Regions from separate parts of the Sus scrofa genome. Here all the other regions are linked to region 3. Evidence: chromatin contacts called from public Hi-C data. All regions are on one chromosome and are shown on one strand. The core of a region is the stretch at or near the end of the contact, and the rest is flanking DNA. Distances in the headings are between cores, read along the strand shown.

What was found. Hi-C and Micro-C count contacts between places; a contact is called where the count stands out from the background.
Region 1: a contact with region 3 is called in a Hi-C map of liver, with 1.9 times the contacts expected there. The contact joins two enhancer-like sites. A contact is called at or near these places in 2 of 47 Hi-C or Micro-C datasets (embryonic fibroblasts and liver).
Region 2: a Hi-C map of liver shows a contact between it and region 3, with 4 times the contacts expected there. The contact joins two enhancer-like sites. A contact is called at or near these places in 5 of 47 Hi-C or Micro-C datasets (embryonic fibroblasts, liver and subcutaneous adipose tissue) and 1 of 2 datasets of contacts at active chromatin or transcription factors (skeletal muscle).

What each region holds. Positions count from the first base shown.
Region 1 is chr17:1,274,585-1,277,285 of Sscrofa11.1, reverse strand. All of the region lies in intron 5 of DLC1 (rho GTPase-activating protein 7), which reads left to right. Among named protein-coding and RNA genes, the nearest start is that of KIAA1456, 220 kb to the right of the region's middle. Within about 2 kb of position 1,410, at least 2 of the 83 cell types and tissues checked have an H3K27ac peak or open chromatin away from gene starts, as enhancers often do. A contact at or near this core is called in liver, where this site is marked.
Region 2 is chr17:1,208,604-1,211,476 of Sscrofa11.1, reverse strand. All of the region lies in intron 5 of DLC1 (rho GTPase-activating protein 7), which reads left to right. Among named protein-coding and RNA genes, the nearest start is that of KIAA1456, 150 kb to the right of the region's middle. Within about 2 kb of position 1,581, at least 13 of the 83 cell types and tissues checked have an H3K27ac peak or open chromatin away from gene starts, as enhancers often do. A contact at or near this core is called in liver, where this site is marked.
Region 3 is chr17:1,421,729-1,424,486 of Sscrofa11.1, reverse strand. The region is part of intron 4 of DLC1 (rho GTPase-activating protein 7); the gene reads left to right. Among named protein-coding and RNA genes, the nearest start is that of C17H8orf48, 190 kb to the left of the region's middle. Within about 2 kb of position 1,471, at least 10 of the 83 cell types and tissues checked have an H3K27ac peak or open chromatin away from gene starts, as enhancers often do. A contact at or near this core is called in liver, where this site is marked.

The sequences.
Region 1 (2,701 bases), core at 161-2,660, 150 kb after region 3:
AGACTACACTGCAGACTGAAAAGAACTCTATTTTCCTACAGAAAATTAAAACTTGCAATGCGGTTTTGTTTTTCCTAGTGTGACTGCCCAATAATGCCAGTAATGCCATCTGGTCTTAATAGTTTCATTTTTAACATGTTATCACAAAATGCTCCATTACAAGATCAGCCCAGTTCAGGCAGTATGATCAAGAAGGTGCTAAGAAGAGAGCCAATTAATGTCATAGTTATAGTTATAATCCAAAATACAAGGCAGGTGCTTATACTACTAACCAATTGAAAAGCATTCTCTCCATTGAGTCATAGGTAAAGGCAATGGAGGCATTTGACCACAAGCATTCTCATAAATTTTAAAAACAGTCTCCTGAGCAAGTTAATAAATGAATGGAATGGTTCAGAATTTCCAGCCAGAGTGTGACAAGTAATTGGTGAAATCGGCAAAATATCTAGTGACCATTTAAAAAGATGTCATGTTTTAAGATCATTAAAGTACAACATTTTATTTGCTGATAATTTATTCCATTCGTAAAGTATCCTAGTCATAATGAAATGAAATAGCCATAACTTTAGCTTAATAAAATATTTTATTCCTTCTAAAACTTGTGAGTATGTGTGTGCATATACACTAAAATGTCTATATCTACAGTAATTTATTTATCTATGTAGAAATTTTTTCCTAATGCAGAAATTGAACTTTACCCATATCAATACTTATCAACAGAATATTAAAGCTGTTTTTAAAGGCTGAGGGAAATAGTGTATTTAACCTGAAACTATGCCAGGGGTTCTCATTACCTTGACCTTCAAATATCTGAAAATAAGTGAACTTGGTAAAGATATTTACTCCTGTCAGAGTTCAGCGCTGCCCACAGGCTCTCTGTTTTCCAATGCCCAGCCAACACAGACTCTATACATTAGCATGCACAGCAGAGTTTTTAGTTCATGGGTCTGTGAATCCTTGGAGTTCACTAGGCTGAATGGACCTCAGAAATATGTCTGGCTCTACAGCCTAATTTTTCTTTTTTGTCTTTTTTTGGGGGAGGGGGGGCCCACACTGGTGGCACATGGAAATTCCCAAGCTAGGGGTCCAATCAGAGCTGCAGCTGCCAGTCTACGCCACAACCACAGCAATGCGGGATCTGAGCCGTGTCTGTGACCTACACCACAGCTCAAGGCAACATGGGATCCTTAACCCACTGAGCAAGGCCCTTCTCCTGATGGATACTGTCAGTTTCATTACTGCTGAGACACAATGCAAAATCCACAGCCTAATTTTTCTTAACAAGAGTCTTTTCCCCCTGAGCCTTTTTGCCCCTACAAGCCTCAAAACTCTCTTTAAAGCCAATCTGTGATAGGCCTGCTTCAAGGATTCTGTTGGCCCAAAACACATCAAAGACCCAAGAAGTGACTAACTGCTAATGCTTAGGAGTCTGCGTGAGACTCATGATGGTGCCTCTCCCCATGGGAAACAGCAGAGCTGGAGATGAATCAGCACCAACCTTTAACAACTCCCCTTGAAAAGAGGTTGGATTTAAAATCAATGCCAAACTACAGGGCCCTTCTCTTATCATGTTATTTCCCATCCATTCTGTTTTGTTTCCCAAAAGGTTTATTTCATGTAAGGGACAAAAATCCTATCTCAAAGCTATTTTAAAAGGAATTTCCTCTTCTGTCCATAACCCTGAGGAACACTAGCCTTAAAAAGCAGGAGCCTGTGTTTACAACTAAGTACAGGAGGGGAAAGATATTCTTAGTGTAAAACTGGCAAAAATAATGGATGGGACACCAGTTCACTCTATCAGGCCATACAAACAGCAGACTCGTTGTTTAGACAAGATTATACGCAACTTCAGGTTTGCTCGCTTTCTTCCTTTTCATAAAAAATTCATTCTTCATGTCACTTTTGGGAACTGTCCCAAATTAGAAGTACTCATCCTAGTGTAATCCCAAAACCTGTAGAAGGAATCTAGATACTTCTTAGCACCTCTTGTTTATCTTCCTTGTTTCTAATTTCTGAATGAAGCTCCCTACTCATTATCTTGGCTGAGTAGAGTCCAGATATTGTTAAAAATAAATAAATAAGTAAAATTTTAAAAGAAGCAAGCATGGTGATTGTTGACATTTTATGCTGAGTTCCCTCTAGTATCTTACAGCCTAAAACAGAAAACACAGAAATTAATAATAGGACAAGACGTATGTGAAAACCACCTAAATACTATGAGTATGAGGCCCACAGGATCTTAGATTTCAGGAAGGACAAAGAGAGGTAAAGTGAGTGAAATAAGATTCAGGAGAGGCCTAGGAGTGGATCCCACTTTCCCACTATTCATTTCTCATTAAAGACTGACTTGGTAACTAAAATCTCAAGCTGTCCTTGAAAAAGAGAGGAAATATAATGCATTAAAAGGGGGAAGCTCTGATTTTGATAAATACAGTCATGGTATAGGAAGTGAAATAAATATTAAATGAATAAATGAATGAATGAGTAAATCAGTTAATAAGGAGGGGAGGAAGTTCCTGTTGTGGCTCAGCAGACTAAGAACCCGACTAGAATCCACGAGGATCAGGGTTTGATCCCTGGTCTCGTTCAGTGGGTTAAGGATCCGGTATTGCCGTGAGTTGTGATGTAGATCAGCAGCTGCAGGTCTGATTGGACCCTAGCCTGGGAACCTCCATGTGCCACAGGTGCAGCCCGAAAAAGA
Region 2 (2,873 bases), core at 332-2,831, 210 kb after region 3:
CAAAGGAATAATCTATACAGAATTCAAGACCTCAAAAAATTGTCCTACTGTGTGGCCAGGGTGGTTATGGTGAATGCCCATCCATATTAGATCCAGAAAAGATAATCCCAGGTGCTTCTTTTCCATGACTGTGAAATTAGGAGGAAAATGCTTTTCTGGAGTGGACTTTCACAGTTGTCTGTATACCTGATTGCGTAGCCACAGTGTAGTGAAGAATTCAAGTTCTTGAGGGTAATTCTTACTCTTTCGAGAAGGACAGTTCTGTAGGGTTAAAATATGTTTTATAAGAATGGGTAGTGAGTACAATCAGTAGTGTTTTCTTTCCATCTCAAATTAGTCAGAAATTTAGTTAATGTAAAAGGGGTAAGGTCCCCAGCTGAGAAAGGCTCTTCCTGTCTGTTGGCACTTTTCCTTGTGGGATCCTGTGTTGTTGTTACGGATTATCATGATCAGTGATAAGTGGGGTGTAGTAGTCCTGCTGGGGGGTCTTTTAATTAGGTCTACTGTATCTTAGTTTTTTCTCGACATATTCTCTTCTTGCTTTCATAATTGATGGTAAATAGAAAGAAAGTCTTGCCTATTTAGGATATATACATATATACATACATGTATATGTGTATGTACACACACACACACACACACTCTGTGTTTATAAAAAAACCACAGACTTTTGACAGACTGATAATAGCATTAAGGAGCTAAAATTTATCCTGCAGTTTGCTTCTGTTGTCACGTGTACTCTTCACAGCAACCTGACCAAGTAGATATCATTATTCCCATTTTACAGATGAGGAATCTGAGGTTGGGGAGAGTTAAATACCTTGCCTCAGATCACTCACTGTACATGACAGAGCTAGGATTTCAACCACATGTCTGTGCTGGTAGATTCTCATTATGGAGATATATTTGGCAGGAGGTGACTCAGTTGAGAAAACAACATTTGGTGGCCAGCTAGAGCCTTACAGGTACTTTGCAGTTTCCTAGGGCCCTCGTGCTGGTAGGTAGGGAGCCACAGTGTTAGTGTCTGGGGTTGACAAATGAGTGGTTTCTGTGTCTGCTCTGAGGGGCGTCATGGGTGGAGACCTAGTGTGTGTCTTTAATATTTGGGAAGGGGGTTTGGGAGACCATTTTCTAGCCTCTGTTGCCTGTACAGAACAATGCTTTCTTCAGTGAAAGTATTCCAAAATAATATTTCTAAGGAAAGCTTTCTCCCACATGTCACTGAAAACGTTTTGAGTGGCATCTTGAAAATGCCTACCTATTAAGAAATAATGTTCTTGGGCACCAAAAGGTAAAATATATTATTCCTTGCTAAAGTCGAGCCAGGATATGGTGGGACTCAGTCTTTCCTAGTTCTTCACCCTTGTGTTTTATTCTTCTACTCGAGTGAGTTTCATGGTGGAAAGTACTCTCCTTTTCTGTCCACACAAACCTCAACTTGGTGGCCTTCTCACTTCTCCACCCCCAGGAGAAAAATCAAAAGCTGACTGAAGGCTGAGGCCAGTGCAGAAGTCCTCAGATGCCTCTGACACCTCCCATCCACATTTTGTTCTCTTCCCTGCCCCACCTCCGAGTGTCCTGCCGGGAGGGCTGGAGGCTGCTTCCTGCTGCTCGACAGAAAGGCGCCTTCCTCCTCCTTGCAGGAGTCCAGAGGATGTCTGAGGGACAAAAGTTTTCCACACCCTGACGTTGTAGCATTTCCCAGGCAGCAGCACTTAGGAAGCCCAAGAGGAAGCGATGGGGAGGTGAAATGGCCCATGGCCCCTGCATATGGCTACTATACGCTAGCGGTGCCATGCCCTTTGTCACACTCAAGTGACAAAGTAGATAGAAGATGGCAAAATTCTGAAATCATCTTCACCTCCCCTCCAGAGTTTGGAGAAACTATCAGCTCATGAAAGACAGTTCCTCACAACTCCCTTTTTCAAACTGTGTAGCACCAAAGAGGGACCTTGTATTGTGCTTGTGCATTTGTAGAAGTCATTCCATGGGAAATTCCAGAACTTTGCAAAGGCAGCTTTGAAAAACTTTGCCTCTTCCCTACTAAGGTGCAGCTGAGTTTCCTGGAAGTTCAGTGACTAGTCCAAGGTCATATATAAGTTGAGGGGAACTTCAGACCCCTTCCTCCCCACATGTGTAAACAAAACAGGAAAGCAACAGAATGAGGATCTGCATTAATTTGTAGGAAAAATGTATGTTACAAAACCAGTAATGTTCCTAAACTAATCAGATGTACTTGAGTCAAAATTTGACCAGTAGATTGTGTTTGTTTGGGGGGCTGGGTATCATAAGCAATTTTTTTCTATTTCATAAATGATTTTGATGACAATTAATTCTTTAGCTCACCTTGAAGACAGTATACTTATTTTTCTTATACCTTTTGCACAAAACTGAGAAAGTCAAGTTGAACACAGGCTACTTGGAGGTATTACAGGTTTGGTCCCAGACAACCAGAATAAAGCAGGTCACACAAATTTTTTGGTTTCCCAGGGCATATAAAAGTTACGTTTACATTATACTGTAGTCTATTAAGTGTGCAATAGCATTGTGTCTAAAAAGCAATATACATACCTTAATTTTTAAAAAATACTGTTGGAAAAGTGGCCCAATAGACTTGGTTAAGGCATTTCACCTATAAAAACTTGAATATCTGCAAAGTGCAACAGAGTGAGATCTGCCTGTAGGGTTTCCTGTTTGAGGTTAGACATGAGAATCACTAAAAGCTTTTTGTGTATAACCAGTATCTGCCTTGTTTTTATTTTCATTCATCTTTGATAAGACAACTTGATGTTTCATGCTATTCTAGATAATCTTTTCTCTCTGAGGATGGGCTGAAATATGAGTGAACAGTTTCTTTAGAATTCCTGTTCTCT
Region 3 (2,758 bases), core at 222-2,721:
CTTGAGGCCAGGATCAAAGATTTGGTCTTTGACTGGACTTATCAGCTTTACTCAACAGAAAACCATCCTAAAGCCACAGATACAATTCAAACCCCACAAAATGATTGCTAATTGGGCCGAGAGGACAACATATGTTTATTTCTATAAAATCACTCTCCCAATTGAAAACCTTCCCAAGCTCTTGTCCTAATAATATCATATCATCCTCCTTTGCAAATGCAACTCAAAAAATCTCTCAAAACTCAATTCTGTCCTGTCTTCTTTGCACTGGTGTTGGCAGGTAGGCCAAGCACCAAATTCATCCTCAAATAGTTGAATTCAGATGAAGGAATACACAGAAGATAAAAATAAACCATAGAATGTTTCACTTCCACAAAGGATGTTAATTAGATTGTGGAGATTCTGATTTTAGGATTTCAAAGGGTACAGGAAAGTCCATGTGCTCCATGTGCTGAACTGTATAAAGAAAACAATCTCTTCTCAAAAATAAACAGGCACTGTTTTGGGTTTTTTGCACTATAATAAACAACATTGTACAAAGAAATAATTCATGGGACACTCTTTGGTAGGTAGAAGTTGCTTTTCCCATTCCTTCCATCCTGTATCATGCCCCTAATGAGGACTGAGCTATGGGGACTAACCTGTAAGCAGCTGCCAAGAACAGGAGATGAATGTATTACAGGATCTTTAAGGACAGCATAAGATCAATGCCAACAATTCTCTGAGTCGTGCGTTTCAGGAGGTCAAGGTCTGGACAGACTGAGTAAGGAACATTCCACATCCTGAATCATAAACACTGTAAGTTGCCCTTTTTCATGTAAAAGCCTGATCAGATGTCACCTTGCCAGAGACAGGACTGAAGATATGTACAGATGCGAAGGGGAAAGAGGCACCACAGGCAGGACCAGTGCTCGGGACTAAAGTTGAAACACAGCATTTTAAAGAGTGAGGGCAAGAGTTCCCATTGTGGCTCAATGAGTTAAGGATCCAACTTGTATCCAAGGGGATGCAGGTCTGATCTCTGGCCTACCTCAGTGGTGGGGGATCCAGTGTTACCATGAGCTGTGGTGCAGGTCACAGATATGGCTCCGATCCGGCATTGCTGTGGCTGTGGCTGTGGCCGGCAGCTGCAGCTCTGATTAGACCCCTGGCCTGGGAATTTCCATATGCCACAGTGCAGCCGTTAAAAAAGCAAAAGAAAAGAAAGAGTGAGGGCTTTTAAGCAGACATTGAGAAAACAAGGCAGAAGCTCAGAATCAAAAGGAAAACACATTGAATTCTATCCCACCACATCCTGGTTTTCAGCAGTATAAAAGTACAGCAACAGAGCCTCAAGGGAAACAGAGAGAGGAAAGGGAAAGAGGCAAAGGTCATGGCTGGGAGAGTGAACAGCAGCAGGAATGGGGGTTGGAGAGAAAGTATTCCCAGTGCCTACAAGAAAGGAAGGAAGGAAGTGATGCAGGGCAGCAAAGAATGCAAGAGAGCCCCAAGGTTTCCACAGAGAGCTGGCTGTGTAGAAAGGGCTGCTTGAATGGAGAAGGACTGAGGCAAAAGCTTCTGAAACGAACAGCAGGCAGATGACCTCTGATCAAATGCAAGTTGGAGACACCAGTCTGGAAGGAAAAAGGCCCATGTATCTGATCTTCTCCATGTCCAAGAATGGGTGAAGAGCTTTGATTCTATCTTGAGAGAGCACTTGAATGAACAGAAATAGAGATAAGATGTAGTCATGGACCGAAATTCACATCCCCTAGAGTTGAGCAGATTTCTAAGATTTTTTTATGCCTTTTCTTCCTGTCCTAGCTCTGAACGTAGGAGGAATAACACTAAAGTCTAAGTCACGGCATCCAGATTCTGTTTCCCAACTTTGCAGTTAATCCTTTGGGGGATTCTGTCAGGACCTCAGTTTATTCATCTTCAATATGAGCGTGCTGGAACCCCATTCATGGTGTTCACACTCATACCTCCCAACAGCCCACAGGGAACTTTGCAGAGCCTACAGCCTTCACGAGGCCAAGGCCACATCTATCTTGATCACTATCACCTGATCACACTTGACATAGTACCAGCAGTTTATAGCAGATGCTCAGTGAATGTGCAGTAAGTGAATTTAAGTAGACAACAATCCACGAAGCAGCTCAAAGCAGAGCTGTCCAGCTCCAGCGGTGCAGCACCTACTTCTTCAGCTGCCCTCTGCACCCAGGGTCATGGTGGACATACCAAACTGTAGGAAACCCCGTGTGCCCACTGCTGGACAGGACCGAGAGGCATCTCCTTACAAATCATGACTCTGTAGTCTCTATGCAGCCCATGTTGAATTGAAATGTAGAAATTAATCTGGTTTGGCCCAAATTCACCTGACCGGAGGATCACTTTTCCCATTTCACCCTCCACTTCAAAGTTTTGGTCTTTAAACCTTCTTGCTGGTACAATTCCTCCTCCCTTCACAGAAGATGAAAGCATTTTTCCAGACAGGCCTGCTGTGAGTGACTTCATGGAAATGAATATCTTGTGTCCCTAATGTGCCTCTCACATGAGGAACTCCTTGTATTTATTTATTTTTAAGAATAGGGCTGGGAGGTTGACGTTTCCATTAGCAGTTGAGTGATTTTTTTTTTTTTTTGAAATATAAAAACCCTCCTCCTCAGTGAGACATGCCTCACATTCCCGTCTCCCCACTTCAGGCAGTTATGTGCTACTAAATATGCAGTGGAAATGACACATGTCTGGAAACCCAGAAGCAACACCGTCTCGAGGC